Regions from separate parts of the Mus musculus genome. Here all the other regions are linked to region 3. A link is a contact called in public HiChIP or PLAC-seq data. All regions are on one chromosome and are shown on one strand. The core of a region is the stretch at or near the end of the contact, and the rest is flanking DNA. Distances in the headings are between cores, read along the strand shown. Region 1 overlaps Cblb (Casitas B-lineage lymphoma b). Region 2 holds the start of Cblb (Casitas B-lineage lymphoma b). Region 3 has its middle 300 kb from the start of Gm32431. Region 4 overlaps Cblb (Casitas B-lineage lymphoma b).

The links. HiChIP or PLAC-seq counts read pairs in DNA pulled down with a chosen protein or histone mark.
Region 1: an H3K27ac HiChIP or PLAC-seq map of large pre-B cells shows a contact between it and region 3, with 5 times the contacts expected there. The contact joins two enhancer-like sites. A contact is called at or near these places in 1 of 484 Hi-C or Micro-C datasets (large pre-B cells) and 2 of 115 datasets of contacts at active chromatin or transcription factors (cardiomyocytes and large pre-B cells).
Region 2: a contact with region 3 is called in a RAD21 HiChIP or PLAC-seq map of pro-B cells, with 13 times the contacts expected there. The contact joins the promoter of Cblb here to the enhancer-like site in region 3. A contact is called at or near these places in 6 of 39 promoter capture datasets (the 3T3-L1 cell line, cranial neural crest, frontonasal cranial neural crest and 3 more), 1 of 15 datasets of contacts at CTCF or cohesin (pro-B cells), 2 of 484 Hi-C or Micro-C datasets (large pre-B cells and pre-pro-B cells) and 11 of 115 datasets of contacts at active chromatin or transcription factors (the SCID.adh cell line, T-cell acute lymphoblastic leukemia, astrocytes and 8 more).
Region 4: a contact with region 3 is called in a RAD21 HiChIP or PLAC-seq map of pro-B cells, with 22 times the contacts expected there. The contact joins two enhancer-like sites. A contact is called at or near these places in 2 of 15 datasets of contacts at CTCF or cohesin (large pre-B cells and pro-B cells), 1 of 484 Hi-C or Micro-C datasets (cardiomyocytes) and 1 of 115 datasets of contacts at active chromatin or transcription factors (large pre-B cells).

What each region holds. Positions count from the first base shown.
Region 1 is chr16:52,056,804-52,062,356 of GRCm38.p6, reverse strand. All of the region lies in intron 3 of Cblb (Casitas B-lineage lymphoma b), which reads right to left. Among named protein-coding and RNA genes, the nearest start is that of Cblb, 28 kb to the right of the region's middle. Within about 2 kb of position 1,951, at least 227 of the 459 cell types and tissues checked have an H3K27ac peak or open chromatin away from gene starts, as enhancers often do.
Region 2 is chr16:52,029,056-52,034,842 of GRCm38.p6, reverse strand. It overlaps Cblb (Casitas B-lineage lymphoma b), which reads right to left and starts at 3,294. Exons shown (of 18, transcript NM_001033238.1): 1 at 3,158-3,294; 2 at 1,653-1,834. The coding sequence starts at 1,820.
Region 3 is chr16:51,349,724-51,354,786 of GRCm38.p6, reverse strand. No RefSeq gene overlaps it. Among named protein-coding and RNA genes, the nearest start is that of Gm32431, 300 kb to the right of the region's middle. Within about 2 kb of position 2,471, at least 33 of the 459 cell types and tissues checked have an H3K27ac peak or open chromatin away from gene starts, as enhancers often do. A contact at or near this core is called in the SCID.adh cell line, T-cell acute lymphoblastic leukemia, pre-pro-B cells and 1 more, where this site is marked.
Region 4 is chr16:52,180,211-52,186,106 of GRCm38.p6, reverse strand. Cblb (Casitas B-lineage lymphoma b) reads right to left here. Exons shown (of 18, transcript NM_001033238.1): 14 at 2,749-2,895. Among named protein-coding and RNA genes, the nearest start is that of Gm23513, 78 kb to the right of the region's middle. Within about 2 kb of position 3,901, at least 65 of the 459 cell types and tissues checked have an H3K27ac peak or open chromatin away from gene starts, as enhancers often do. A contact at or near this core is called in pro-B cells, where this site is marked.

The DNA of each region.
Region 1 (5,553 bases), core at 702-3,201, 710 kb before region 3:
CGAGCGTGAACTGGATCCACACCACACTAAGGAATGACAAGAGAGGGGTGTGGTGAACACAGCTTAGCCTTTGGCAAATGGATAATACTCGGAGGCACACAGAGACTCAGGGCAAATGCTTGAAATCTTTACAATCCATGAGTTCCAGCTCAGGTAGAGAAGCCGCTGGGTGATCTATGAAAATGCCGTGCATCCCCACTTCTGCCCAAGCTCCAGTGACCCGCAGTGAATTGGGAACTTTCTAAAATAACCCCTCGTTAAAGGTCATGGCTTGAGAGGCGGGACAGCAAACACAGTCTCACCCCTCACCCCATGAACTCGCCATCGCTGAAATACTAGATAAAAATGCTAGGTATTCAGGCCTTCTGGCTATTTTAATCCCCCATAAGAGACAGGCTGCAGTAAACGCGTATGCACTTGCTGTTAGGATGAAGCCATACACACAGCAGAGGTGGCAGCCAGACACTTTACATGGCGGGCAGTCATCGGAGCCAGCAGACATCTGTACTGACTCAAATCCAATGAGAATCTTGGTGGCCTAAGATCAATAGCATTTGCCTTTGTGTTTCACCTCCAAAGCTCCTGCTACTTCCTAAGGTTGGTGGTCTTGGCTGGGAAAGATGACAGTTTGCCTAAAACTGGGGGAGCGTCAGTGTTCTAAGGAAATGGGAAGAATGTTAGGAGAGGCTACCTGGGACACTTTCTCTTGAAGAATGGCGTCCCTGTCAAGCCCAGGGTCCCTGCCTCTGTCAAGTACAACAACCGTTGATGTCCCCATACGAATTAATGTAGGAGAGTCATCTGGGTCTGAAAGTACCGCTTTCAAAATGAAATGTTGATTTGGGAGTGTTTCCAACCTTGTTGGAATACACAAGATCCCCAACTCTAGAAGAGCAACGGGAACTTGAAAAGGGCAGTTCAGGTAGGTTCTCAAACCAGTCTGGGGAAATACCACAAACACGTCACCGAGACAATAATGAAACAAGAGAGCCAGCCTCTGACCTCCAGGGTTACAAGATGAGAAAAACAGTTTGGCATTTATTTTAAGGGCAAGTTTCAAAACCCAACACTGGCCTGAGAAACAGGAACCAATGCTGAGGCTTTCTTTACATAGAGGGACAGCAGCCAAACATAATGGTAACTTTGAGATAACTGACATCCTACACTGCATAACTGACAAAAACACACCAAGCCACCCCCTCCCTGGCATTATGAGTCAAAACAAACTGCTGACAAACGCAGACAGCTATGTGAGGGGGTGCAACAATAACAGAGAACACACAGGCCTCTGTTTGTCTTTCAAGTGTTACAAGTCAGCTTGTGATGGGAGAACACAGCAGCTATTTCTTTAAAAGGCTGTTTACACATTGAAAACGTCTCAGATGTTCCTCAAAGCCACTTTGCTTATACAGAAGAAAAGGAGGGGGTAGGCATAGTTAGCAAGAATGCCAGAGCCAAGCCTCCAAGAATGCCTTTTAAAAGGAATAAAGGGGAAAGAGACACTAAGAAGGTACAAGAGAACTTTCCCGAACATCTAACGGAATTCTCACATCATATCCTACACATCAAGAAATTCTATCAACAGCAATGCAGGATAGTTTCCAGAACACGATGCCTGCTACTCTAAGGGGGATCTGGAGCAGGGAAGACCAACCATGTTCTGTCAAGGCGAACCACGAGTTATGATCAAGGACCTTTGTCAATAATGCAGACCAAACAAAACCACGTTATTCATGTCGAAAGCGCACATTTGGAGGATTCCCCAGTTGTTGTAAGCTGGTATATTTAGGGTCATGAGCGCAGCACAGAACAGAAACAAAAAGTCTTTAAGGAAATGTTAATATAAGAATTTAAAGGAAGTGAAAACAGCTCGCAGGGGTTCAGAGAGCCAGCCACTGAGTGGGAGAGCTGTGAATGCTCACTGCGCATGCGCACGGGGCATGCAGGAGCAGGCAGAGGCGCTGTGTGTAACCACCTCTAACTTTTCCACAAACGTTACTTCACTAAAGATAGACACACAGTTAAGACAGCGCCCTGAATTGTGACTACTCTGCAATAAACAGCAGTGATATTAATCTATTTACCCACGTGCCTTTCTTTTAAAATAACTGGCCCCGGAACTGGCCCCGGCTGCCAAATCTCAGGAAGGTGGCATTGTTTATCCACAAGTTCTAAATGACCGACTTTAGACTTTTTGCTAGTTTCCAATGTGAAATTTTACCTTTTACCTCTTTCCAAGCAATAGAAGCTCTTTATCTAGATTAAATCAAGATTTTCAAATAATAATATGGAAATTGGGAGAAATAGCAACTATTATATGTATCTGCCAAGTCTGAACACTGTTTTGAATACTATGTGGAAATACACAGAAGTGACTTTTGCCTTTAAATTAATTGAAGGCTATTCCTTCCTTGGAACCTTGCTCACTCTCAAGGGCTTTCTCATTTTCCTTTAATCCATCGATGTTCTCTTTGATCGGAAGGGGAGAAAAAAAAACTGAATTAAACTTTTCTCAATATTTGTAATGCCACCACTTATCACCACTTAATATGACAGCAGTAGGTACTTAGCATGACAGCAATATGTGATGACACAGGGCTGACCGTCACATGACAGTCCTTGATAAGGGCTACATGTGTCAAAGGAACACAAGACAGTCTGCTCAGATTGGTCAGAGAACACTGAAGCCCTGGAGGTGAGCATGAGGGAGGGTAGGCGCTTCACCCAGAAGCAGGAAAGAGAAACTTCAGAGGGGAGAAGAAAGAAAGGAAGAGGGAGAATAAAAGAAAGGCATAAGAAGAGAACCATGTGGCTGGTGTGGAGGAGGAGGGGAAGGGGGTCTGAATTCATCTCTGCCAGGGAACATTCTCAGAGGGCTTGCAGGGGAGCAGGCTTCTTGTCAAGTGTTAGTTGACATGACTGGGTGGGACCCCTCTTCCTCTAGTGAGCAGCACAAGGGCACAGTAAACTGCAGAGAGCCCTGAAAGCATTCAGGATTCTATTCAAGTCAATGCTCCCTGGAAGTTTTATGAGGTTGATTTCACTGGCAGGGAGCTCTAAAGTCATGCCAGAGGTCAGAAACAGCACACATTTCTTGTAACTATCTATAGACATTCAGATCTCAGGTGATAAAATTCTGGAAGTTCCACATACCATTTAAATCGTAAGAGGATTAAGGTGACCAAAGGAATGAGGGGCTAAGTTACTCAGGTAAATCTTCTATTTCCTTAAACTAAAATGATACCTTGCTTACAGAGATTAAATAAAAAATGAAAATAAAAAAGTTTAGGTGTCCAGCAACATTCCCCCCAAACTCAGGGGTCTACAAAACAGGTGGGGAAAAATAGTTTTCAAGAAGCCTATTTGGGACTGTGAGAATGGCTAGAGACAGTCTTGGTACACAGAGCACACTGCTCTGAACAGCCAGCTGATGGGCATTATTAACAGTAATTTCATGAAGATGAGAAAAGAGCAATTTTCATGGTCCTTAAGTGAGCACATAGTTCCAATGAGTCCTTCGGTAAGAAAGGCTGGAAAAGGCATGTGACATCAACCTGGCTCATGCCTGCAGTTATAGACTCAGAGAAACCAAGTGCCATCCCATGAGGACGCACATACACACAGCTCCTGTCCTGAGACCTCCAGCCAACACTGACCCTCCAGCGGGAAAAGGGATCTAGGTAGCCTGAAGCAGATCTCTGCTGTACAGGGACTGATAACGAAGATGAGCAATATCACTTCACTTCTAATACACCGAACATTGATCTTCCTTATCCAGCAAGTCAGTTATTTGGGTTGAAACACAGGTTCATATTATATAATGATTAAAAGAATATAAAACTGTAGCACAGGCTGGCCTCGAACTCGTGATCCTCCTGCCTCTGCCTCCTTCAGCAAATCCTACCGGCATGCACCACCACTACCGGCTAGCTGCATATGTATCAAAAGATGGCCTAGTCGGCCAACACTGGAAAGAGAGGCCCATTGGACTTGCAAACTTTAGATGCCCCAGTACAGGGGAACGCCAGGGCCAAAAAGTGGGAGTGGGTGGGTAGGGGAGTGGGGGGGGAGGGTATGGGGAACTTTTGGGATAGCATTGGAAATGTAAATGAGGAAAATACCTAATAAAAATATTTAAAAAAATAAAACTGCTTTCTCTTCTATAAAGACTAGATAACAAAATATGAAATGAACCGATCTTCCTACATTCATTTAATCATTTGTCTGCATTTTCCACCTAGAGAGCCAACAAATGCTGAAAAGGTGCATAATAAAAAGTTGCACCTGACCAAGTGTAGTTCAGTGATGTGCCTGCCTGAGACACACGAGGCCTTAGGATTGATCTTAAATTAACCCCAAATACAAGTTTCCATTGTCCATCTTGATATCACATTATTTGAGAGAGATTTCCAAAGCTCATGTGAGATTTCACCCATACAGAGTTCATTATACGTTATAGTGTCAAAATCCAAAATTTTGATCTTACTAACAACTTCAAATCGTGCCACAATATAAATATTATATTTTATAATAATGCTAGTAAAATGTTTTACGTAGCACTCAGAACCCGAAACTTCACACAGTCATGGTTCCTGAGAAGTCACTGACAACGCATTCTGAGGTTCCCTGAGAATCCTCCAATGGTTGCTTACCGCCTTAAGCAGGAGTCTGTCCTCCCAGGAGCACTTATACAGCAAAAACCCTAAGATGTAACTATGTCTGCCTTGGAGCAGAGGGAGCATTTACTGTCAGCAGAGAGGCTATTTAAAGTCTCCTTTCAGGGCAAAGGTCATCACTATCACAGACTCTGTCCTTGAAGATTAGAGATCCTGCAAGATACACCTTAGGTCCTGCTCTGTCCTGTAGGAACTGGAGCAAAGACTCAGCACAGCTGATAGACTGTGAGTTGAGAAACTAACAGTCAGTCCTATTTTGTGACCAAAGATTCTCTTGCCTTCTGCTTGTACATGAAAATGAAGCGGATGAACATAAAAGTTGGTAGTCCTTGGAGATATATTTTTAAAGAATGAAGCCTTAAGGCTAAACCACGCCAGAAAATAACCTTCTAGCTAGCACATGTACATACCTGCTTATCTGTTGTAACAGACTTTCCCAGCTAACAGCACATTCCCTCAGTCCCTGTGCTCCTCTGTCTTCCTCTACAATGGAGGTTGAAATATACATTTTCAGTAGACCAAAACCTTGAGTGGGAGAAATCTAGGACATGCTTTGGTTTTTTAGACACAAGATTAGAAAAGGAAAAGAAAGGAAAGGAAAGGAAAGGAAAGAAAAGGAAAGGAAAGGAAAGGAAAGGAAAGGAAAGGAAAGGAAAGGAAAGGAAAGGAAAGGAAAGGAAAGGAAAGGAAAGGAAAGATAATTGGACCGCTCCTATGTTGTCCTCTTCCTCCTTCCCCCTCTCTTCTGTAGCCTCAGGGGGAGGGGGAGGGAATGCAGCTAAATCAAAAAATCTCCGCCCAGGAGGGGAACAGAAAGACAAAGCTCAATCTCCAAGGATGGAAATTACAGAGCCAGAAAGCATGGACTTCTAATTAC
Region 2 (5,787 bases), core at 2,045-4,544, 680 kb before region 3:
CTAGAGCTCAATCGCAAATATACAAATACTAAACATCTCAAGAAACGATGCTGATGGACCAACTCCCTTTTGAAATGGCACCCATCTGTTGCCTACTTATGCAACAGATAAACTGGAACAAACCTTGAATTTCTTCTCCTACCACCAATTAATGACTCAGGCAGTAAGGGTGACCTTCAGAAGAAGACTCAGTAGAAAAGCAAAAGACAGCTCATGTGCTTGCCAGATGCATGCAGTTTTTCCAGCTGCACAATTCTTCAGTCCGAAGTGTCCAAAGCTAAATCCAAAACCTGAGCCCAAGCAGCAAGTTGCAATGTTCTGACATCATGACGTCATTCCGTCTGGAGCACTTCAACATAACAATGTGAAAACATTGGCAGAAGCTTAAATAGGTCACACTGAAGCCCCATACTAAGGCTATTTACCTGGTTAAAAAAAATGCTCTGGCGCTGCGTTTGATATCAGTGGCCATCCAATGGCAGGGCCATGGTTTAGTTATCTTACCTACAATCTCCATAAGAATACATGAAAATAAAGCCCATAGTGTCACCTCCCAGAATTGTTACTTCTTCTCAGTGGCTTCTTTGTAGCCAATTTTGTCTTTGGTAGCAAACCAAAGCCAAGGTAAATGACACCAAATGATGTCAACACGCCTTTGTTCATCATTCAAAAGGAGCATCTTTGTCAATGTCTCAAACTCAGCAAAGCATAGCCCAACTTCTTCTCAACATCATAAAGTTATGAATGTGTGCCGAGAAGGACACCAACACATCTGTGTCCCAAGCCTCCTCAGACAGCTAGCTTTTCCAGCAGGGCCCTGGGAGGTATGCACACTGCCCTTATAACTGGACTGAGAACTGCCATCCAGTTTGGTTTCTTCCTGTGAAACTAGAGCTCATCTAAAAGCAACAAAAAAAAAAAAAAAAAAAAAAAAACCACAGAAGTTTCTGACACTCTCAGCCCCACACAGCCTCCAGCATACATTTTCCTTTCACAATAAACAACGCACAACCAAAAAGGTTCCCTGTTTCAAAATGGAATCATAGATGAAAGAAACTGTACCGATGTCCTGAACAGTAAAGACTATATATATATATATATATATATATACATACATATATATGTATACATATATATGTATATATGTATATATTTTCTTAATAAAGATGAGTTTACAGGGATAAAAATCAAACTCTTCAATACTGAATCCTCCCTGGAGTTCTGGTTCTTTCCCCAGTAAAGGTTTCAACATCACCCATGTGCTTGTCCTAAGTGTGCTCCAGCAGAGCCTATTGTTCACTTGTTAGCCTTATATTATCTAGTAGCAAGGCAACTCCACATAAGACTAAGCAAACTTCCAAACCATACTATACACCCAGCAAAAGTAGCCAATGGTATAAACTGCATATTGGAGTAATACCCAGGGGCTCTGGAACTTGAAAAGCAAGATAATAAGTTAGAAAGAGTAATAAAAAAATAAAAGTCTTTCCTCTGAATTCAACTTTTGCAAACACAGAGTTGAAGAAAAATGGCCCAACCTAAATACAAAGCTCATCACCATAATAGTGATTATTAGCCATACATATAAATAAAACCCGAAGAAATCGCATTCAGGGTGCTGAGGGCCGTGTACACACACTGACTGAACTCACCACTTTGTCCATGAGTTTCCAAGTCTTCTCCACAGTCCTGCGGTCAGCTGCAGCTTGCTTTGGGGGTCCGACTGCATCCTGAATAGCATCAATAATCCCCAAAATGCGACCTTTGCGGGGGTTTCCTCCTCGACCACCAGGATTTCTGCCATTCATAGAATTTGCCATCTGGAATCTTAGTCCTTTTTGCAAGATAGAATTTCAAGAGAGGAAAAGTTAGCTGGATATGAAAGTATTTCCCCAACAGGAACCTGAACTGAACAGGCTCACTTGTACCCATTAATGATATTCTCCGCTGTCTCTGTGACAAAGCCCAGGGTCCCAGATTCAACTTTTTAGTAACCCTGAGTAAGGGCATCCTCCAAGTTAGGAGCCATGACACAAGATTTGCTCTTACAATACTAAAAGTTAAAGATGCATCCTCTGCCCGTGTTCTATGAAGCTACAGCTCAACATCATCAACAAAACAACTTTTAACAGGTAAGAACACAATGTCGTCCCCCCCCCCCCTTCTGCTGTAATCCAGATTCGAAATACTAGAGCTGCAACTCCTAAAATTCACGTTGGGAGCCTCACTTCAGTAGCCTCCTTCACGCTGTTTGATTTCGCCAAGTTATTACATAAATGCAAAGTACTCCACACACGCAAAAGGGACACGTCTCTTGTCAACAAAGGCGGAGGACTTGGATACCCCCCCCGCGCGCCCCGCGCGCGCGCGTCCCCTCTCCATTCCCCCAACACCCCCCCCCCCCGCAAAAGCCAGCAGCTGCGGACACACAAATAGTTCTTTAAAGCAGTGAGGTGAGTAGTTTTTCCCTAGAGCCAAATAAACAAACCAACAAGCAACCCCTTCTTAAAAAGCGGTGAGAACCCGGCAAGGGCGGGCACGCACCGCGGAGTTCACTTCTCCGGTGGTCCCTCTTCTGCCTACCCGGTATCAAGTGGTCCAAAGCTTTGTTTCAGAACGTCTGTACCCTTTCCAGGCTCGGGCCTCTAGCCCGCCACTCAGGGGTCTGGGAAAGAGACGAGGAACTCAGCAAAGATAAAGTAGCCCTAGACCCCGTCCTGGCTTCCCAATCCCACAGCCTGCCCGATCTAGCGCCAGTAGCACGCACCTCCCACCGGCGGCGATCAGCCAGAGTCCGCTCCCTCCCGGGCCCCGGGCCAGCCAGGGACTGCTGTTTAAATCCCCACTTGGCTCAGGCCCGCAGCGGCGACAGCAGCTGGAAGCTAGGGCTGTCCCCTCTCCCTGATGGCCCGCGCCCAGCTGCAGGGCCCCCGAGCCAGCAAGAGACGTCCAACCCCGGGATGACCCATTCCTTCCTCTACTCGGGTCACCGCGGCCGTCCCGAGCCACGCGTGATCGCGGGTCCCACTCCACACACACACGCTGCCCTGGCTGGGGTGGCTCGGGTGGGGACTCTGTGGAATCGCCCTAGGAGAGCGCTCCGGGGAAGGAGCCACCGAGATCTAGGAACACCGAGACGCGGGGACGCGGCAATTACCGTGCAAAAAGCTCCACGCCCGCCCGGCAGTCCCGCGCCACACTCGGGAGGCCGCCGCAGCGCCCGCCGGAGGAGGAGACCACTCACTGGCCACCCCACCCCTGAGCCATCCCCGGAGACCAAGGCGTGGGGCGGAGCTAAGGCGGAGCCTTGAGTCTTCGAACCAATCCTGAGAGGCTGCTTTCTGCCAGACAGCGGGCGGAGCCAATGGGCGGGACGAGACGCTCCTCCCGCGCTACCCCCCAGTCCACGTCCTCCACGGTACACAATGGCCCCAGAGGAAGGCCCACTCCACTGCGTCCCACTTGGAGAAGAACTCGTTGGGAAATGGACCTAGGCTAGCCTGGAACAAAAGTGGAACGAGGAAAGGAACTGAAAAAGTAGCAGCAAGGCGCCGGGGAGCTAACCAATGAGGGGTGCGCAGGTGGGCGTGAGCGCCCCGAGCGGGAGTCTAAGCCAACTGGGGCTAAAAGGCGGGACTTCCTGCCTCACTCACCTTCCTAGTCTTTGTTTCATAGCAACAGAGTAGAGGCTGCCAGGGTGGTGCTGCTTTTCAGCTCTGGGCGGGTCCCAGGCTTAAGAAATTCATCTCCCTAGGGCTGCCAAACTGCTACCCAGGAGAGCAGCCAAATAGGTCCAAGACCATGTTTCTTGTTGACTGTCAAATAAAGAGCAGCAGTCCCATAGCTCCTAAGATGAAGGTTACCCTCACATAGAGTAGGCTAGGAGTAAAACCCGAGTGCCAACTAAAACTTCCTAAATTTCTGAAATGTTTCCCTTTTACTATTAGTTCTAGAAGGATTCCAGATCAAACATCAGGCTGATGAGAAAGCAAATACTTGACAACTCTCAGCTAAATAGTCTCTGTAAATCGTCCCAGGACAGTAAAAACTCCACACAATGGGGATTACTAATCTGTTTGACACCTTTATATTCCAAACAAGTTTTCCCCTGGATTCCAGTAAAGAACTCTGCTGTTGGATTTTTGCCAGAGTCACTTTTCTTCTATGTAGATGAATCTTCATTTTAATGACAACCCTGTTTCTGCCATCCTCTTCCAGTGTTCGTCTCTTTCTGGGCTCCGTCCTTGATAGCCGTGTAAAAGAAAACAGTCTGGTAACGCTTACAGTGAAATGCCAGGGCCCTTCTGTCATCAGAATCACACATTAGACAAGTTCCATGATTCTCTCTATTTGGTTCACCATGCTCGTACCATTTGCCCCAGGTTTACATACCTGGGAGTGATTTCCTCTGTCATTGGTAGTATGGATACACCTCACACCTTGAGCTCCTGGGTGTAATACTTTGCACTTTTTAAAAATGTCATACGTGCATACATGCATAAGCATACATATGTACATACATACATACATACATATAAGCATTTTCTAACCAACTATCCTGATAAATGTGTCTCAGTGGTTCTGCCAATCCCTAATAAGTATTTTAGTGCTACAATTATTACTGTGAAGGCTCCTGAGTGGTCATAGAATGTCCTGCAATCCTAAATTCAGATTGTTATGATTTTCATGTAATGGAAACAACCAAAATGTGACCCTTTAGGCAATCAGGCAGTAAAGTACAAGTCTGGAAGTAATATTTTCTTTCATTATTTCTGTACTAATAATTAAAAAGTAGTTTCTTGTTTTATATATGTAGATGGTGCAGGCTTCTCCATAGCCCCTCCATATCTCCCTTATTGCTTGTAACAGTAGCTATGGTTGCTAAGTGGAGACAGTATTTAAAAAGAACTCTGTGGTTACATCCTCTATGTGTATAAAATGCACCTTTAAAGTCAATTCCAAAAGAAACTGGCACTATGTGTAGAAGATTTTGCTATGCCCAACCTTATACTGTATAATTAAATGTGTTGCTTATCTTCATATTTGAATAAATGTAAAATGGAACAAAATACATATACAATACAGTTCCTTTTGAACTGCAGTTTGCTGAAGGCAATGACACTAAAAAAATAGAATGGCCTGCGGAGCAAAGTGCATCATGGAGATACAGTGACAAGCCTCATTATGTTCTGCTCCTCTGCTCTGGCTGGGACACAGGTATAACAAATATCTCTGGGGCTGCCAAACTTTTCTAACCAAAGCAACTAAAAACTGGTCTAAGATAGTGTTTATGTAGGCTGACAAAAATAAAAATCTGTTAGTTGAGGTTCTCTAAAGGAGCAGAAGTGATAAGATATATGTGTGTGTGTGTGTGTGTGTGTGTGTGTGTGTGTGTGTGTGTGTGTATTATAATATATAACACAACATACATATATGTAAAAGGCTATTTATTAGACTGACTCACATTATGTGGTCTGGGTAGTCAGACAAATTCTTTCTCACACTCAGAGGCTGAGAATCCAAGAGTTTCTCAGCCCACAAGGCTGATGTCTCATTAATCCCAATCTGGTGCTAAAGGTCTGACAGTTCCTGGAGAGCTGCTGTTAGGCAATCTGTGTTAGAAAATGGAGGAAGCTGGCTCTGATGTTAGAAAAGGGGTGCTGCAGCAACAGACTGGAGGACCCACCAGCAAGAATAAAGGCCTATGTGCAAAAAGCAAAGTTTTTAACAGCCTACACGTAGGATGGTTCCTCCCACTTCAAATAGTCTAATGAGAAAAATACCTCA
Region 3 (5,063 bases), core at 1,222-3,721:
GAATTTAGAGTTAAGAAAAGTGATAAAATGCAGGTTGGAGCTTGGATATCAATGTAAAAGTGAATCTTAGAGCTAGAAGGTGCTCATTTCAGAAGACAAATGTACAATAAACCCAGCTGATGTTCGTTAATTCTTATGTGCATGGCATTTATCTAAACACACTTCGCATGTATAAGATGGGAGTTTACAGACTGCCTCTGCTTCTAAGACTTGCTAGGAAACCTCACAGAACTCAGCACATGGCCATCTTTATGGTTATGATTCATTGCAAATAAAGGATGCAAAACAAAGCTGGCAAAGGAAAAGGTCACAGAGGGCATCATCTAGCAGGTGTGTCGAACTCTTTGACACTACAACATGGTGCTATTGTCTACAAAGTTTATACTTAAGAAGATTGCAACCAAGTAACAATGAATATGCAAAAGAATCACACAAAGTTCTAATTTCATAAATTTATATTGGGCCATACTGATGGCTATCCATATCCTCCCCTACCAGGGAAAACAGGGGAGGGCAGCCTCTCCCAGGAGAGTGACAGAATGGGCTTAATTATCTCATCAGTGAGTTGCAAGTGAGAGAGTTGCAGTGATAGCAAGTGAGATGTTGGCATCTGGGGTCTAATTACTAGATATCCGGTATTGAAAGCTTTTCCTGGAGCTGGGCAGGGTTGGGGCATGCATCGGCAACTTCTACTCAGCTTCTACATGTTATCCAGCCATGCTGTGTTTGCAGCTGAGATCATGCTGTCTTCACTAATAGTATAGGCACATGAGGTGGTGGGAATGGTCCCTGCATGCAAGTTCCTGAATACTGACAGGAGTCTGTAGATAGACCCATCTATGGATGAGAGAGACTGTGTCTGGGATGTTAACTAATTTTAGTATGCTTTAAATAATTTGGTATGACTCCAAAAAAAATCTCTCAATGAGGTCCAATTTTTTTTCCCAATGAGGAAAAGGAGGAAAAACTCACTCAGCTGCCAAAAGATAAATTTAGAAATTTCCAGCATCCAATATGGTTCTTGTGCAGAAACTTGAAGAGCTTCCGACAGGAGCATCTCCAGGAAAAACAGAGTCGTGGGGTAAAAGAATCAAGCCTTGGGAAAACCCACATTTATTGATAAGGAGACAATCTCTTACACATACTTACCTTTGCCCCCTCCCCCATTTTGTTTGTTTGTTTGTTTGTTTTTTGTTTTTTGTTTTCCTTTTGACAGGGTTTCTCTGAGTGGCCTTAGATATCCTGGAACTTGCTCTGTGAACCAGACTGGCCTCATACTAACAGAGATCCACCTGCCTCTGCTTCCCAAGTGCTGGGATCAAAGGCATGTGCCACCAGCAACAGCTACACTTAACTTACTTTAATCTGAACTGCTCTTTCTCTATCTTGTAGTTTATAATAATAGCTACGTTTTCTTTATAAATTGCTACTACTTCTCCTAAGTGGCACTGTGGCATTTCTTCCCTGGGATGTTTCTCTCCATACCTCTGTTGCAATCTGCCTCTTACTCGTTTTAAGTTTTCTTTTATTTGTGCATCAGCATCACTCTCCAAGCTGCCAGCTGCTGAAAGGCTGAATGAGCATCTTTCCCCATGCTCTAGCATCAGCACCTCACTCAGTCTCCAAGGTACAGCAGTTGCTCAAGAAATGCAAGAGCCAGGAAGAGGAGCAGAGGAGGAGATAGAGAGAGGAGGACAGGAAAAAGGGACACAAAGAGAAAGGGAGAAGAAAATTCAATTGAGGAAAAGTAAAATAAGGCAAAAATAATGCTTTTGGTGAATGTATATAAACATCCCTGCAACGTAAGGCACCTATGAGCTCCTAGGATTGTAAAGATTTAAATCTTAAGAGTGTGCATATTTAATTTGCCTTTGTCTACCATGTGCTATACAAATGACTCCATAAATTCTGCTTTGCATTTACACATGTACCTGAAAACAGGTGTGTGTAGTATCCTAGATAATGTTCTATTACTCTTTCCACTGAAGTCTGTTGTGGCCTAACTAAAATTTAACATTGCCTAAAAGGAAAACGAGAAGAACATTTTTAAGGGAAAGTATGTTTATTTTTGATAAAAATCTTTATTTTTAATATTTTTTTCATACTGAGTTTTGTTTTTAATTTTTTGGAAGGAATTAGGTATGGAAATCTTGAGAATTTAATATTATGTATCTGAGACAGTTTTATTTCAATAATACATGATTGTTAACTATACTAGGAGGAGAAATGTGTGTCTAAACTGATTTTCAACCATTCAGTCTCAAGATTCTCATGAGAATCCAGATGAACTGTGGGTGAGAATATTCACCAGGACTTGCCTAGAAACCATGGCAGAGCTGTCGCAACTAGGCATCTGGCCAGGGTGGGGAGGCCCACCACTATGTGGTCCATATGAAGTGGTACATAATAAAGACTCTTCGTCAGGCTGCAGTGAATGAGACCCCATGGAAAGCTGGCAGAGTCAGCCAACCACAGCTCCACAGTTCTCCTGTGCTCACAGATGTTTCCTGCCTTCTGCACCACACGCAGCCTACACTGAAGCCTCTGTGTTTTCTTGTAAATGCATCTGCTGTGGTTGGATCCCGTTCCAGGGTCAATTTCTTCATCATTAAAAAATGAAGCCATGAAGAATTTGTTAGAGGGAACATGGAATATAATTTAATGACTATATATGTCTCTACTGATAGATTGGTTTTGTTTAGTTTTATTTTTGAGATATTGTTCTTATTATGGATAAATTGATTTCACCTAACTGTCAGGAAGACAGAAACTAGAACAGTCTCTATGAAAGTGGGATGGATTCTTTATCCATCCATTGCTAGGCTTAAGTTTCAAACTTAGGAAACGTGTGCCAGACATCTGCTGTCACACTAAACTTCCTGTTCATTTTAGAGAATTTGCTCTGTTTGAGATCTCATTACTTGTTTACCGTCCATTATTGGAGAGTATAAACAAAGTCAGAGCTTCCTCAGATTAGTACTCTGCCATTGTAACATGAGCAACAGCTTTTGACTTCCCAAAGTGCTATATCTAATTGATTTAAAAATCAGAAAGAAATCTAAGATACTGCCTTAGTTACATAGCTACATTGCTATGATAAAACACCAAGACCAAGATAACTTATAAAATGAAGAATTTAATTAGGCTTACCATTTAAGAGGGTTAGAATTCATGATGGAGGAATTAAGGCATCACAACAGGAAAGACTGATAGCTCATATCAAAATCACAAGCAGGAAGCAGGGAATAACCCCTCCTCCAGCAAGGCCACCCCTCCTTATTCTTCCCATACGGTTCTACCAACTAGGGAACAAGTTAAGCTTATGATTCTAGAGTGAGTAGCCATTGTCATTCAAACCTCCACAGGCTCCGTTACAACCTCATCCAACTACTGAAAAAGATAGGGTTCCTGAGTTCTACCTGCTTTGGAAAGCATACACTGCCACATCATAGTCCTTGTCTGTGCTATGTATTTCCTAGTGGCCAAACATGCTTTCATAGAGTGTAACTGCCATTTTTCTGTTCCATGTCCTCAATAATATTTTTTAAAATATATTTCATTACATTTATTAAGTTCTGTTACAGTCAGGATATGGGTGCCATCTTGTGATCCCTCTCTGTTAAAGGATCTCTTTTCTTCATCTGTATGCTCATTTAGATTAATTCGAAGCCCCCACCTTTGATAGAGTCTCTCGGTTTCCTCAAAAGTTGAGTTTAATACTTGCCATGATCTTTGTGGCAGAGAATGCTACTGGTTATTCACTCTATGTTAAATATACATGAAAGACAGAGGAAGGCTTGCATCAGGTGTTTTAAGCTCAATTAGTCTTAAGAGGGCTTAGACCTCAAATTGGGTCCATGGGTAACCTAGGAGATATTCTGAATTTTGTTCTTTTTAAGTTTTGAAGACAGAGATCTTTCACATAAAGCTCAATAATTCAGGTTTTTTTTTCCTAAAAAGAGAATAATCAGTGTAGTCCCATGTTCTCACACTTTACCCGAACACTTGGGCTGGTTTTTCTTGCCTTCTTTAAGACTATGCAGCCACTCCTCTTGCCATCTTCTTTGTGACTGTTTCCAAGCTAAACTCTACCATCTACTGTCACAACCAGACATCTGTGTCCTTCCCATTACTTTGAGTCCTTAACTGGAAGGCTCAAACTTCAGTTCACGGGCCTTTAAAATTGCTGAAGCTACAATATTATTTATTCAACCGAAATGGCTACTGTGGGTTCTCCTCCCGGATCCCTGACTTCATTAGCCCAGGGTATTTGACTAGGTTTCCAGTATTAGGCATGATTTCTCTCCTTCTGAGTAGTCTTGAGTACACCATATAACCAAGCTGTACCACTACTTGGCATAAGCCATCCCATTTGTTATTAAAAACAGAAAGAAAAGCATAGCTATGCAAAAGAAATGAAAAGGAAATTAAGAGGAGAGGGGTGCTACATAATTCTTCCTTTCATTGTTCTGTGGCTTGTTAGACATGGCTTCCAACTGGAGGTCTCTTGGAACAGGAGGATTGCTGTTTTCTAGTCAGAAAAGGCAAATCTCATAGATTATGTAATATGATATAAACATATATTGATCATATTTATTGGAATCATGTTTGTCTGTAGGGAAGGACTCTGAAGCCCAAAGTAAGTGAATTTGTGGGATGAAATTCCTGCTGCTTTAAAGATAGCACGCATCCACTTTGCACACTCACGGTTTCTTAGCACATTTTAAGAGGAGCTAATGATTCTTTCTCGAGGATGCTCATTTTGGCCTCTTTAGCTGTGAAAATCAGAGGAAAATGCTTTGCACTGTAGCCACCTGATTTGTTTTTACCTTTCACTGAAAGAGAATTGTCAGACCTGGTGCAGGCACTACTGACAGAAAACTAAGGAAAATGTTGTCCTCCATAAGGAAAATGTCTGTAGGATGTCCATCACCAGTCTGTGAGGCAAGATGGTGATACAGGGATCCAGAAAGAAAAACAATAACAAAGCAGACAGTGCTCTGTGTTCCTTTTTTCAGAATTTATTTTTATATTTTATTAGTGTGTATATGTGTGTGTGTGTG
Region 4 (5,896 bases), core at 2,652-5,151, 830 kb before region 3:
ATTTAAGTGTCATGGCGGGCGTGAGGGGAGGACAATAGAGCGAACGGTCATTCCTACTAAGGTAATAAGAATACAAAACAAAAACAATTATCTTCTCTAGAAAAAGGACTAGTAACAACATGCAGCTACCCTGACCTGTACTTTAAAATCAGACGTGTTCGTCTGAAGGGAAACATGTCTCTCTCTTTCTCTCACTGCAATTTACGGCCACTAAAGCAGCCGAAACCCTAAACACATTTGAGTACGATTTTAGTTACACCTGGCCAGAGTTCTGAAGTGACGGAGTATACGCTACCGAAAACTATGTAAGGTCTAAGGGCCTCCATTTTTGTTGATGGCATTGAATGTGTTTGTTGGTTCAACTTAAGCATTCTTTGAATTGAAATTCAAAGGGCCTTAAAAGAGAGGAACCACTATGAAGCATTGGACAATTTCGTTTAAGTTCTGCAGGGAACACTCCAAGACCTACTCCTTCTGAACCTATCTAACCACTATGTTTAATAAACGCTGGCCCTCTGACACCTTAGGGAAGTGATGTCAGCAAAAGCTTTGGGTGCACATCACCAAGATGGTTTAATATGGGGGAAAATAGTAGCTCATTTAAAAGCCGTGATTTTGGTACTGCCATCAAGACTGGATGAAACTGAGGCATGGGAGGCGGCACAGAACACACTTGCCCTTAAGCTCCTAGCTTAGTAACGGCTGGCTAACAAAGAGCCTCAGAGAGAGAGTGAAGTTTTATACTTTCCTTTTGAATTAGTCTGATTTCTTAGAGCAAAGTGAAACTACATTCATAATGGAGGAGATAGTCGATATTTCAGTAGATATTGAGAGAGTGATTCATCTGAAATTCATTTCTATTCTCTCTGGTGGCCATTTCTTTTTAACGGGCACGATATGGTTCATTTAAGAACAGTTACGTATTGAGTCTTCATAATGATGATATGAATTGAATGATTCATTTACTGTTTCACTTCCCACATACTGACAATTTATTTTTCTTGCTGTTCCAAAGGGGGAGTGAGTGACATCCAGGAAAAGGAAGTTCTAAGGGGGGGTGGGGGGACTTTGCAGATGACACAACGTGCCACTCCACTCACTGGTTTTCAAGAACAAATTAGATCAAGTATTCATTACAATTAAGCTTAGGAATTAGCAACATTTATTATTTCTCTATAACTGTGGGGACTTGGTTATGATGGTTATAATTCAAATTGACTTTCAGTATCCAAGAGGTTAGCCACTTAAATATCATCTACTGTGACATGACAATTAAAATTTGATGAATTAAAATCATATCCTTCAGTCTTCCAGCCATGAGAAGAATGAGAATCCCAAAGAACCCAAAAAAATCTCGTTCAATTTTAGCATTTAAAAATTACTATACTAAATTAGTAAGAGCCAAAGAAACTGGGATTTGTTCACAGTTTATACTTGATGAGCAAGCGTGACTTTCCCTCAGCTAGCTCAGCGGGCACGTGGCTCTCCCAGGGTAACACTCTCCGTTATCGTCTTTGCAGGAGCACTCATCAGCACGATTAACAAGAGATAGCTGGTTCTTGCTGTAATCAGGGAAAGCGTGGGCTGCAGTGCATCACTTAGCCTGGGTAGTAACTCCGCCCACCAGCATCCCTTTGGAGGCACAACTCTTGGTTTCCAAGAATTTCTTTCTCTACCTCTGTGAGACACCTGGGAAGCGTTTTCAACTCCAAAGATGGAAACTCTACTCATAAAATACTTTAAGTCGACTGAGCTGGCCTCAAGTGGAAGCAGCACACTGAGTAAAGATGGCGTGGATGACTGATGGCCTTGCAGTCTCCTATCTGTCAGTCATCAGGAGGCCCCAGGCAGCTCAGCCACTAACAGTGTCTGAACAGAGCTGAGCAACTTGGAGCCAAGCACAGCTCCAGGAATACTATGCAAGAAGAATGCAGGCCAGAAAATAAGTTCAGAAAATAAAGCTAATAGATTGACATGTCAGTAAGATGCAAATTATATAAATGTTACTGTAACTGTATTAAGTTTCATGCATGCAAAGCCATGATTTTGCTTAGAGACAAACATATTTCAAAACATGTAAGCCATTATCAATAATTCTTATAAAAGTCAATGTGACTGGCACTTTGAAGACCAATAATGCTCCTATTATAATGAGGGGAAAAAGAAAAAGAAAACACAGCAAAATAAAACAACAAAACCCAGTGATCTTTGTATTCTTAGCTCATGCAAGAGAAGGTATTTGCTCAAAAAAGAAGTTAACAGAAGTAACGTTAAGGCTTCCCCCCCATTGTATTATGATTTCAGTAGAAGTATATTACATATCAAGAAGGAAAATGAATATAAATTATTCTAGCCTTCACATTATGAAGAAAAATTCTTAAGCAGGTTGACCTAGTACCTTAATATTAGTTTCTAAGCACTAATATTTCTTCATGATATATATGCTTGGACCTTTTGAAATTCATTAAAATATCTTAGGGGAAATGCATGAATTAATCATCATTATATGTAACGTATAGCTCCTTTTTATTAGATTGTAATTTGGCCTTTTGTGGGGGTGGGGAAGAAGGCAACAAAATCTTTTATGTGGAAGCAATGAAGGAAATATATAGGAACTACAGGCTAGGCAAGGAACAGGATTTTTAACCAATCACATACTATTGAACCGCATAGAAACAACCCCCACGTTTGACAGCATGACGATGCTTATGCCGATGCAGGATGATACAGAGATGCTCATCTTCTTACCGAACAGGAGCTTTGACATTATGGCAATGAGATGGTTGTGAATTCAGGGACACAGGATGGGATGAAGGAATCTTGTATTCATCGTCATCATCTTCTACCGTGTCTCTAGTTTTCTCTGAGAGACAATTTGCTAATGGACCAGTACACCTACCAAGAGGGAAAAGAAAATCCAATCTGGTTTAAGCATCATAAATACCAGAGCAGGAAGGTCTGATGTGACATAGAACAATGAAGAAACTGCTTTGTCACTGGAAGTTTTCAACTGTAAACTGTTCTTACATCCAATAGAAATGGAAGGCCTTGAAATGTTAAGATAAGATATTCATACCTGTGGTTTTTAAGGGTGAACTAAGAAAAAAATGAAAATTACGAAAATGAAAGGGTTTTATAAATAAAGCTTTAACATAAGATGTGTACAATTATTCAAGTCCAAGCTATTAAAATGTTAATTGCTCCCTCCCATGTACTGGAAATCAGCAAAAGTGATAAGGATACACTGAAATCAACTGGAAACAAGAGGTTCTTTAAAGGTTCAAACTGGTCTATGGCTAATACCCATAGTTTTAAAAAAGCCATACATGAGAGAAATTTAACTATCTTGTCAACTTATAACTGTAGTGCTAGAGTTCCTCCCACTGCAACAATTAAGAACGAAACGTGTCCACAATTAGAAGCCGATCATGACAGAAATAAATCTTTGAGATGGATTGTTTTTGTAACTCATGATACCTAAGTGTAATACCTAACTGCAACGAATAAAACACTTAGCGGGATACCGTGGTGGATTTGAGCATTTTACTTGATCATTTGGGAAAATATATAAAATAAAATTGAAAAGTACTCTACTTCCTGTGTGGGTTTTAATTTAACCTTTGCTACTGCCCAAGACAACAGTCCAAAAAAAAAAATGTTAAAATGCAACTTGGCCAACAGGTAGAAAGACAGCTAGTTTGCAAGACACTAGAAAAACTCGGATCCAAGCCACTTTAATTATTATAAACTTCACGGAAAATGTTCCCCCCCCCCCAAAAAAAAAAAAAAAACACAAAACAGTGTAATGTTCCAGCACATTCGGCAGAGGGAGCAGGAGCCCTCTGGTACGTGAGGCAGTCGATGCCTATGTGGCTTTTTGTCTTTTTTCTTTTTCCATTTTCATTTCTTCTCACCACAAAGTTTCATTTTCATTTTGTATTCTTCTCTCCGAGAGCTGAGTGTCCCTGTCTGAACTTCTTGGGACTAAAACATTTTTTCAGATTATTTTTTCCCCTCAAATTTTGGAACAGTTGCAGACTTTACCAGTCGTATCCCTCATGTAATCCTCAAAAAAGCTTTGGATTTTGGAGAACTTTCTATAATGATTTCACTTTTGGGTCAGTGTGGCTGAACACCCGTTATAATAGAAAAAAATGTCAGAGGTGTTTTGTATGTGTGTGTGTGTGTGTGTGTGTGTGTGTGTGTGTGTGTGTGTGTGTGTGCATGTATGTGTGTGCTCATATTTAAAGTTTCAACTGTATTCAGAGATCACGGAAAACCTTCCCTTGGGAGTTTTCAAAAGCTTATACTTTTAGTTTGTCTTTGAAGAAGTTTTCAGTATTGATTTTTAAAGCTCTGTTTGTTAAGAGATACTTCAGGATCCAAATGTCAGTTAATGGTAACCTGAAGCTTTGTTGTAGTAGCAGAGGGGTCTCTACACAGCCCAGAACACAGGCTATGAAATTCATAAACAAACAATAGTGTTATAGTCACTCTAGTTGAATCCTAGAAGACACACCTTGCAACTAAAGGTGACAAAAGTAAAGATGTTTCAAAATGATGACTTGATGGTGTTTTAATATGGTTAGGATAGAAATAACTGTATTTTCTTGCAAACACTAAATTCTTGGAGACAGACATCAATCTCACCAACCTCTGCAAAGACCAGGACGTCTCTATAGGCAGAGGAAGTGGGCCCTGCATGTTCCCATCCTCATCCTGCTCTGCTTCCAGTCTCAGTGAACACCATCTCTATACATACCACTTAAGTAAATACTTCAGAGACAAAAGGGACCTTTGACTTAATATTCAATAACTACATCAAGAGGTGGAAGTTCAAATCTGTCTTACAGGTTACTTCAATAATTTAATGATTTCCAAGAAGCACTTCACTCTGAAGGAAGAATACTTGTTTTTAATTTGCATAACATATAGTATGTATTGGGATGTGTGTGCTCATGCCAAGGTATGGATGGAGGTCAAGGACAACTTGTGGCAATCAGTTCTTACTCTCTCCTATCTTGCCGTTCCCAGGGATTCAACTCAGGTGATCAGACCTTGTAGCAAGAAACCATCTTGTCAGTGCAAGAAATAAACAATTAAAAAAAAAAACAAACAAACCACACCTGTTGTGGTTAGCTCTGGATGCTACCCTTCATTGACAGAAGATCTTGCCTGGCTAAATACCACTCACTCTTTTGTTAGTCAGAGAGCATCTGATGTAAATATGAAAGGCAATAATTATCTATCATTTTATCAAAAACTAAGGGTTCAGTTTTAGAAGCTACTAGTTAGACATTTTATTAGGTTGAATGGATCTTGGTGAGTTATAACTAGAAGTTAAGAAAGCTATGTGCCATTTGTATTGAAATATAAAAAATACATCCTGGTATTTTTTTTAAAGATTTATTTATTGATTATATTTAAGTACACTGCAGCCATCTTCAGACACTCCAGAAGAGGGAGTCAGATCTCGTTACGGATGGTTGTGAGCCACCATGTGGTTGCTGGGATTTGAACTCTGGACCTTTGGAAGAGCAGTCGGGTGCTCTTACCCACTGAGCCATCTCACCAGCCCATCCTGGTATTTTCTACTTATCATTTTAATAAAGTCTTGTAAGAAAGTTCACTATTTTCTCTTAGGTTAATGTTTTAATATTTATTAAAATTTTATCATAAAGAACTTGTAAATAAAAAAGTCAGAGAGATCAAGCTGACCCAAAGTCTATGCATTGTATCCAAACTTTTGTATAGCCTATGAGTCAACAGGTGTCAGCATAACTAGACACAGAGTCACTGTCTGTGTGTATGTTATCTAGATGGTGGACTTAGGGACATGGAGACTCAGTCAGTCACTGGTATATCTTAAGGGAAAGATATTATTTTCATTGTGTTC